Regions from separate parts of the Zea mays genome. Here region 2 is linked to region 1. Evidence: chromatin contacts called from public Hi-C data. All regions are on one chromosome and are shown on one strand. Each heading gives the region's core, a stretch centred on a gene start, on an enhancer-like site or on the middle of the called end of the contact. The rest is flanking DNA. Distances are from core to core; before and after follow the strand shown.

Evidence for each region. A called contact is a pair of places that touch in the nucleus more often than the background predicts.
Region 2: a contact with region 1 is called in a Hi-C map of leaf, with 6 times the contacts expected there. The contact joins the promoter of LOC103626620 here to the promoter of LOC111589339 in region 1. A contact is called at or near these places in 6 of 25 Hi-C or Micro-C datasets (ear, leaf, tassel and 1 more).

What each region holds. Positions count from the first base shown.
Region 1 is chr5:81,750,968-81,755,243 of Zm-B73-REFERENCE-NAM-5.0, forward strand. It overlaps LOC111589339 (pathogenesis-related homeodomain protein-like), which reads left to right and starts at 2,945. Exons shown (of 12, transcript NM_001371029.1): 1 at 2,945-3,127; 2 at 3,997-4,276. The coding sequence starts at 4,032.
Region 2 is chr5:82,130,018-82,134,573 of Zm-B73-REFERENCE-NAM-5.0, forward strand. LOC103626620 (sporulation-specific protein 15) reads left to right here and starts at 2,899. Exons shown (of 9, transcript NM_001323078.1): 1 at 2,899-3,134; 2 at 3,240-3,422; 3 at 3,527-4,556. The coding sequence starts at 3,060.

The DNA.
Region 1 (4,276 bases), core at 1,695-4,194:
CAACACAGCAGAGGGGGCTTCATATAAGGGATTGGGAGAAAGCAGTGGCATGGGCGCTGCGGTGGAAGGACATGACACAGTGAGCTGACGCTGTTACGGAGACGGAGGACACTCAGAGGCACGGAAAGGCGCGGATTTATCGGATTTTGGAATCCGGTGAATAGCTATCACATGGCGGTATGGGCACGCGCACCGGATCGCAACGGGGAGAACTGAGGAGAGGGGCACTGACCGGACAAACAGCGACGCGCCGGCCGCCACGGACGCGCTGGCTGCCACCGACGCGCTCGGCCCGGCCCGAGCCGTAGCAAGGACGCCCAGGCGGAGGCCCCCAGGTCCGCGAACGGGAACGCCTCGGCGGCCGCCCCGGACATCTTCGAGATCTGCGCCGTGGTGTCCCTCACCCGCACCGGGATGGAGAAACTGTTGCGCCTGGAGAACCGCGCCGAGCCGTGGGTCGCGGTGGTGACGAGCGGACGCAGCGATTTCCCCTCCATGGACGATGGGGACGCTGACCGCAGCACACGGGAGGCCACGGGCGCGAGAGAAGGGCGCCGCGGATCTTGGGAAGCGCGCGGCGAGAGAAGCGCGACGCGGATTGGGGAAGCGCGCAGCGGACGGAGCCGGGTGCGTCTGATGGTGTGACGCTACTGCGAGGGCCCCACACACAGCAAGCGCTAGTAGACATGCCAGCGCGAAGCGCGGAGGGAGCGTGAAACCCCAGCGGGTTTTAACAAGAAGTAATTTAGACTATGAGGAATGAAATAGTGATGAATTAACTAATTCCATTTTCCACAAACAAAAAAGTGAGGAGTGAGAAGACGATGGGGTACCTCATTTCTCAAATCAAATACGCTGTAACTGATCTCTACAGATCCCCATTCTGTTCCCAACCGGATTTACAATTCATCAGTCCGAGATTCCGAGGGAGTATACTACTACCTCCATTTACAAATATATGACATCATTAATTTTTTTAAAAACTTTGACCACTCGTCTTATTCAAAATATTTATTCAAAAATATAAAATTTTAAATCAAGCACAAACTATCTTAAATGATAAAATAAATAAAAATAAATAAATAATAACTCATTATTATTTTTTGAATAAAACAAGTGGTCAAAGTTTTTTAAAAAAGCTATGAACGGAGGGAGTAGCTTCACTGTACAGTTGTGCTGAATTCAAATTTCATTCCACTAGTGGAGGACTACCTTACTCGAAAGGGGCAAGGGCGGTAGAGGAGCTGCGTATAGGGAGGTTCTCGGGTGGATCATGCCGCGATGACTTTTCGGACGAGGGATTGCTATATTGCACTTCTTAGAAACCGTAACAGGTTTTCTGAAACTAGTGGAACTTTGTAAATGCCTCGTAGTGGATCTCTAGTCATTCACCTCGGAAGTGTCTAAGGGCCTTGCAAACACTGGCTAGACGGGATATACGACTCATGGGTAAAGATGCGCAACCTCTGCAGATTGTAAAACTGGTATATCAGCCGTGTTCACGGGCATGAGCAGCTTGGACACTCACATGATTAATCTATGGAATTAAATCTAATCTGTCATATGCATTGCATCGCGTGTGTTGTTATTAATTTTGATATCTTATTTATTTGGGCTGATATCTACTTACACCTAGTAACTGCTAATAAAATTTTGACCAACTCTAAAAGCAATGCTCAGCTTTAACCATCTCATTTGATAAGCCTTACACTTCACATGAGCTCCCACCTTTGATGAGTTCACGCACATTATTCCCCACAACTTGCTGAGCGATAAACGTATGTGAGCTCACCCTTGCTGTACTCACATTCCCCAGGTCAAGGATAGGTACCACAGGATGAGGCGTGTGAATGATGCCGTGATGAGTTCGTGAGTGGTCTAGACCGTCGTCTCACAGTCAACTATGGTTGTTAGATCGTTGTCTTTATATGATGTAATTATTTAATTATTTTGTACAGAACTCCGTTATATATTAATAATGTGACATTCGTTTCTGCACCATGAGTTATTGTATGTGTGACTTGATCCCAACAAACTTGGTAAAGTTCGCCCCCGGTTTTGACCCCCCTAAAACCCGGGATGTGACAATTATGTACAACTATTCCAAATTCCATAGTATCCTTGTAGAATCTCAGGCCACGACAACGTCCACCACTGTTTTGCTTTGTTGCATTTAAATGGTAGATTTGAATTGGATTGGTTCCTAACACGGTGTTTCGTTTGAAAAATCAATCTATTCTAGATGAGTTTCTAGATGAGGTGGTGCATCATGAATCCATTCCACGAATTTGGTTGAATGAACTTATTCCTTATATTATTACTAATTTTATATTATGAGAAATGAAATGATGAATTAACTAATTTCATTTTACAAACCAAACAAAAAAAGTAAGGAGTAAAAAGATGTTGGATTAGCTCATTTTTTAAATCAAACACCTCGTAATTGATCTCTATGAATTATCATTCCGTTTCCAACCGGATTTATAATTCATCAGTCCCAGACTCCGAGTGAGTATACTAGCTTTTTATCACTGGTTTGGAGTTGCTTCACTGTACAGTCATGCCGAATTCAAATTTCATTCCACTGTGAGTAGAAGGGATGCCTTTGTTTATATAAAAAAGATTTAAAACTACTCCATATAAACTCCATCCGATTCCTTGATTGGCAAGCAATAATTGTTGCAGCGTCCAAGGTTGTCGGTGCCGTCCGATCAGCCGCCCGGGACCATCCCAGCCGCCCGTCCTATGCCCCTAGCGTCAACTGCCAACAGGGACAGGAGGCGTGCGCCGCGCCGCGCAGTGCAGAACTGCGCAGGTGCACTGTGCAGAGTGCCCGAGACACACGACGCGTCATTCTGTTCCGCTCCCCCTTCATTTCCGCGTCCGCTGCTTTGGCTTCGCCTCGCGGTCGCCCAGTCGCAGCAGCAACACCGCCCCCGGCCTCGCTTTGCAGCCCCCTCCCTCCACCGCCTCCTCCACGCCCTAGCGCTCCGGCCCCCGCCCCGAGCTCGTCGTGGCCGGCTGCGCTGCGGTGCCCGCACCTGTGGGGGCGTGCGGGCCGGTGGTGAAACGACCCGCGACCTCGGTGCCTCTCGACGTCTGCCCGCTTCCTCGCCGGCGCCATTTTGTTCGTACGCCTCCTGCCCCCCAGCTCTTGCTCGCTAGTAGCTTGCGGCTGTGGTTTGCTCGGTTGCTCTCTAGTACTTGAGAGGAGGGTATCGGGCTTGTGGGTTTCGCTTGCTTCTCCTCTGTGGCTCTGTGCTTTAGCGCCCAGATCTAGTGCCCTAAATGGATGTAGAGGTGTTGCTTCACCTATTAACTGGCAACATTTCGACTGTCTGATTGGAATCAACCAAGTCGCGACTTCCCGCTACTCCCGTGCTTCAGATTGCGCGCTTGGGTTCCCGTATGGGCGCGGAAGCGGAACAGTGGAACAGGGCGTGTTGTCGAGTTGGTATGCGTGGAAGCGGAACAGTGAAACAGGCCGTGCTCGTCTGTGCACCTTGTGACTGTTAATTCTACACGGCTATGAATAAATGTCACACTGCTGAGTGCAGACTCTGAAATCTGAGTGTACTTTACAGTTTATTGACTAGATGTGCACGTACGGATAGATTAGTGCTGTAGCTTTTCATTCGGTCGGCCACATTTTCTATGATGTTTAGATGTAGATGAGAGTCATACGGGGGCGTGGTGAACCAAATCAATTTTTGGTGGCGGTGTGGTCCCAAATTCCGCCTCATACTACTTTGACCCAAACCAAACATATCTAAGTGCTCTGTCTCTGTGTACATCCATCCGATGTGGACATATGTCTTCAGATGCCATGCCTATTAGAAATAAATAAAAGTACTGCAGTAGGTCAGATCAGCATAGCTTCGTGCAAGATAACTCTCTCCCTTATTGTTTTGACATACTGCAGCCATCATAAATTTGTTGTTCAGCCTCTTACTTTCTGCCTGACCCTTTTTAACACATCTTTCATTGCATTATTAGGTCTAAATCCCCTGTGATAAGCACCACTGCTCGTGATGCATTCTTCGGAAAATAAACTGGGTTGGAATGAGACCTCTATGGGGTTGGTTCCTGTACCAAAAAGACCAGCTAGACCTGATGCTTCCCACCAATGCAAATCTGATTCCTTTATGAAGCGATCACCAAGGAAAGTTAGAAATGCTACTCTGGCAAAAAGCATAAAGAGCAAATACCACTATAGTCCCCTCAAACAGCGGAAGGGTTCAGATTCTGTTCCTGGGAAAATCGTAACAGGACTAAC
Region 2 (4,556 bases), core at 1,649-4,148, 380 kb after region 1:
CTAGACATTTTGTTGCATTGTGATAATGAAAGCGTGATCACAATTGTAGGCAATACGAAGGAAAATGCAAAGTTCTCAATACATGTGAAACGACGAATCAAATCAATAAGGCATTTGAGAAATACTGAAGAGATCGACGTAGAGTATATTAATACTACTCGAAACTTGGTGGACCCTTTTACAAAGGGATTAACACGTGCTATGATTGATGAAGCATCAAGGGAGATGAGATTAAAGCCCACGTGATGTTATCATATAGTGGTAACCCAATCTATGTAATCGGAGATCCCGTGAATTAGTAATTGGGAAGAACAAACTGTTTTGTATAACAAGAGAGTACATTATTTTTACTCGTTTCCCACTAGAAGATGCATACTCTTGGTGCTGCAAGGAAGGTTGACTTTTGTCTTAATGTATTCTGAGGCTTGTAACAGGTAAGGTACTGTCCTACAGGGTACACTTGTAAGAATACACCTATGTGAGTTTGACTGTGAGGTTGCAGTCTATGAGATGTGAGTAATCTCAAATAAATTCACTAAAAGATATGGGAGCATGACCGCAACGCTCCAATCAGAGGCATAGCTTTAGGCGACCTAGTATCAATGATGCCTATAGGTGAAACCAACTTACACAAGACTGGCAATTCAAGGATTTGTCCATTGCAAAGTCGTGAGGAGGTGAATCCTGTAATGCAAGGTGTAGCTCAACCCGTATCGGGTCTGCCTGTAAAACTGGTATATGAAAGCGTAGAGATTGAGTCAATTGGAGACCTTGACTTTGGTGATTGTTGAAATTAGGCCCACTAGTGTGTGGCCCAATTCAATAAGGAAGCCAATGTGGTGTGTAGAGATGGCATGGGGCTTTAGTCCCATGTTGCGCATCTAAGTAGGAGAGAACCAACTTATATGTGAGAGTGTTTCATACTCTTCACATGAGACAAATAAAGGGCTATGGAGGCTACCAAACGCGCTCGCTCGCTCGCGTTTCATGTTTTTTCGCGTTATTTATCGCGACACGACAATTTAATTTTTGCCTTTTATTTATTTGGTTATAAAATATCACACCTAGACTGCCACATCAACCAAGAGCAATGGGCACACACGTTATGTGCGAGATCTCCGGGTGGTTGCACGTAGAGATATTCCTGGGGACTTGTTTTCTACTAGAAGGAGCTTGGTCGGTGGCCCTTGAGTGACGTAGTTCCTCTAGCGCCGTTCATAGGGTTGTGCGTAGCCCGTCCGCTCATCATACGGGTCCCTGTAGCTGATCTCCTGCTGACACTCTCGTGGTAGTGCATGGGGGCTCCCGTCGGTCAGTGGCATGGATCAGCCGTGCGGTCCTGCCCACCGTCACGACCCTGCGTCACTTGTTGGCGTGCGTGGGTGTAGACCCGGTATGGTGTATCTGCCGCGTAGAACCCAATATTCGGGCCACTATAAAAGCTTTGATGCTGAGGTCGTTTATGAACAGGATCGTCCAGCCCGTCAAGGTAGTGGGAGCGTGTCTTGAACTGTACTTGGGAAGGTGTGGTCATATACTCATATCGATAGCAATCACTCGACGTGCCCTCGGCCTGTCGTTCACGTGGCTGCCCTCAGCCACACCTCATCTTGTGGTGTCATGTTTTGTCCTAGTTGGCGTGGACATCGCGACGTCTGATTTGGGTTTCCACCTTGCTGACTTTCTTAGTAGGGACCTGGGTGGCCACCCTGTCTTATGGACTTTCTTGGCAGGGGTCTGGCCCGTCGCTCCGCCACGTACTTGCTCGGCAGGGACCTGTCCAGTCGCGCTGCCTCGTGGATTTGCTTGGCAGAGACCTGGTCGGTTGCCCCGCCTCGCATACTTGCTCGACAGGGACCTGAGTGGTCGTTCTGCCTCGCGGACCTGCTCGATAGGAAGACTTTGGTCGGTTAAAAAAAGGTTTTACAAGCCTTATTTTGGGTACCATGTTTCTAGATACCCAACACTAGTTGAGCGGATAAATTAGCGAGATGAAGGGTGAATTGGTACCAACAATCAACGTTGTAGTCACATCCCACTTGCACTCAACTAACTAAAATTATCTGAGTTAGAGCTTAGCTACATCGAAAAGCCCAAATATTACTCTCTCCATTCAAAATTAAAATTATTAATGTATGTGTTTTACACATGCGTAAAAAATCATCTTCATCTATTTAAATATAAATATAAAAATCAAAAGTTAAAATAAATACTATTTTGAGACGGAGGGAATAAATACTACCTTCACCTACGAAAAAGAAATTCACTGGTGTAGGCATAGGAAACCGAGGCCCCCCAAACCCATCTACTATACGGTTGAGGTGAGGGGGGGAAAGAAGAGTGGGCATGATATAATTCTGTATTCAATCATGATTTTAACAAAAGTTGTATAAGAACATCATAAATATCCATAACTTTAAATAACTATATCATGGCTACAATTGATTTACCAGTTTTTTAATAATATAAAATATTGATAATATATTTTATATAAAGTGGATCAAATGTCCTGGTTTATCCGAACATAATTTTGACGGATGGAGCACCGGAGCGGAGAGAGCCATCAGAGAGGAGCTAGCAGTGAGATATTTGCGTGCGTGCGTGTTCCGTAGTCTAGCTAGTTGGAACAGGAACAGTCGAACAGAGCGTCAGAACTCAGAACCTGTGAAGCGCGCCCACAGCGGGGGGCCGCAAGGCCGCAACTGCGCCAGGGAGACAGGAGACGCGCGAAAACCGTCGCGTTCCGTCCGTGCTCCCGTCTCGAACCGACACCGGCCAGGCGGGCCAGCCAGCCACACACCAACCCGACACGGCGCGGGCGCGGGCGCCGGTCCAAACCCGAATCTCTCCTGTCGATTCCTCCCTCTTCTTCCTCCTCGTCCCTCCCAAATCCCCGAACCCGAGCGCGCGACTCCCTCCCGCCTCCCAGATCTTCCAGAACCCGCTACGATTCGGGCAATCCGCCGGCCCGCGCCCTAGTAGGTCTCCGCGGGCGGGATTGGTTGATGCCTCCCCGCCTCGCGTGACCGCTGCCCGAGGGCTGGACCGGAGATCTCCGCATGGATCACAGGGGCGGCGGCGGCGGTGGCGGAAACAAGAACCGCACCGATCTCCTCGCTGCAGGGCGGAAGAAGGTACCGACTCCCGCGAATTTGTGCTCCATGTTCTCTTTTGTGTCTTTTTTTCGGGGGGATTTTGATCGAGCGTTACGTTACGTTTACGGTTTACCTCGCGTGCAGCTGCAGCAGTTCCGGAAGAAGAAGGGGAAGCGGGGTCCCGGCAATAAGGCCGACGCCGATGCTGACGCGGAGGCCGGGGAGGGGGCGCCCAAGGCGGCGGAGGAGTCTGTGCCCGAGCCGAAATCGCCTGTTGGGTTGAAGCTCCTCGCCGGGGAGGGCGGCGGCGGGAGCACTCCATTTGAGGTGAGGTTCGAGCGCTTCAGTGTGATGGCGTGGGTTTTGAGTGGGCTGCTCCTGCTCCTAGCTGTTGTTGTTGCTGGGTGTGTAATGCATGTCTGTCAATGCAGGAAGCGGAGAGGTCTCAGGCGGAGCAGTGCAACGGTGAGGGGCCTGGTACCGCGGAGTCCAGCTCTGTGGAGAGTTCCAATGCGGTGCAAGAACAGGAGACGGTGCAAGAGCAGGAGACGGATGATGTCTCCGATGCACATCATGTCGGTCCTAGTGAGCAGGGGATTTCGGAGCATCCTGAAAGCCAGACAGCTGGTGGCAGGGATCTATCACTTCAGGCTACCAGTGGAGACAGCATTGGTGATGATAATGTAGGACGAGCTCAGCTGGGTGATGTGGATAGCATGGAGCTGAATGCTTCTTCTGAAGGTAATGGAGCAGATGGTGATTGCAATCAACTAGGGGAACACCAGCAGGTGGAAATGGATGCTGTTGAAAGGCCAACAAGTTCCAGTTTCGAAGAATTCACCGAGTTGCCAATTCATTCTCAAGGCATTGAAGCCGATAATATCCACGGTGAAGGGGCTCAGGAAATGGTGATGGATGTTTCTGGGAGGCCATTAGATGGAGACATACAGCATGACATCGAGCCCACAGCTTCTGCTGAAATAGATGCCGAGACTGCACTTGAAGAGTCAACTGTTGCAGCTTCAATTGTGATTCCTGAGAGTACTGCAAGAGGTACTGAGTACGAAAGAGACACTGGGTATGAAACCGATGGAGTAGACAAAGAGGCTCTCCTAGAAGATCCAAGCATGGTGCATGTAAGTGATGAAGCTGTCACTATAGATGATTTGAGTGTTCAGGCCAAGCCAACAGCATCAGCGGATATGCCACTTTGTGAGCAGAAGGGGGATCCAGCTTTATCTAGAAGTGCGGTATTGCAAGGCATTATGCCACTTCACTTCGAGGATATACAAAATCATATGTTCTCTGCAACTCTGTCAAGGGATTTTCTCCAGTTGCAGCTAGATGAGGCTGCTGGCCTTTATTCAGATTTTACACAACAGTCTTCTGACAATACCACACAGCTCCGGGTACTGCTAAAAGAAACTGAAGAAAGCAAACTAGCAGTTGACAGAGAGCTTC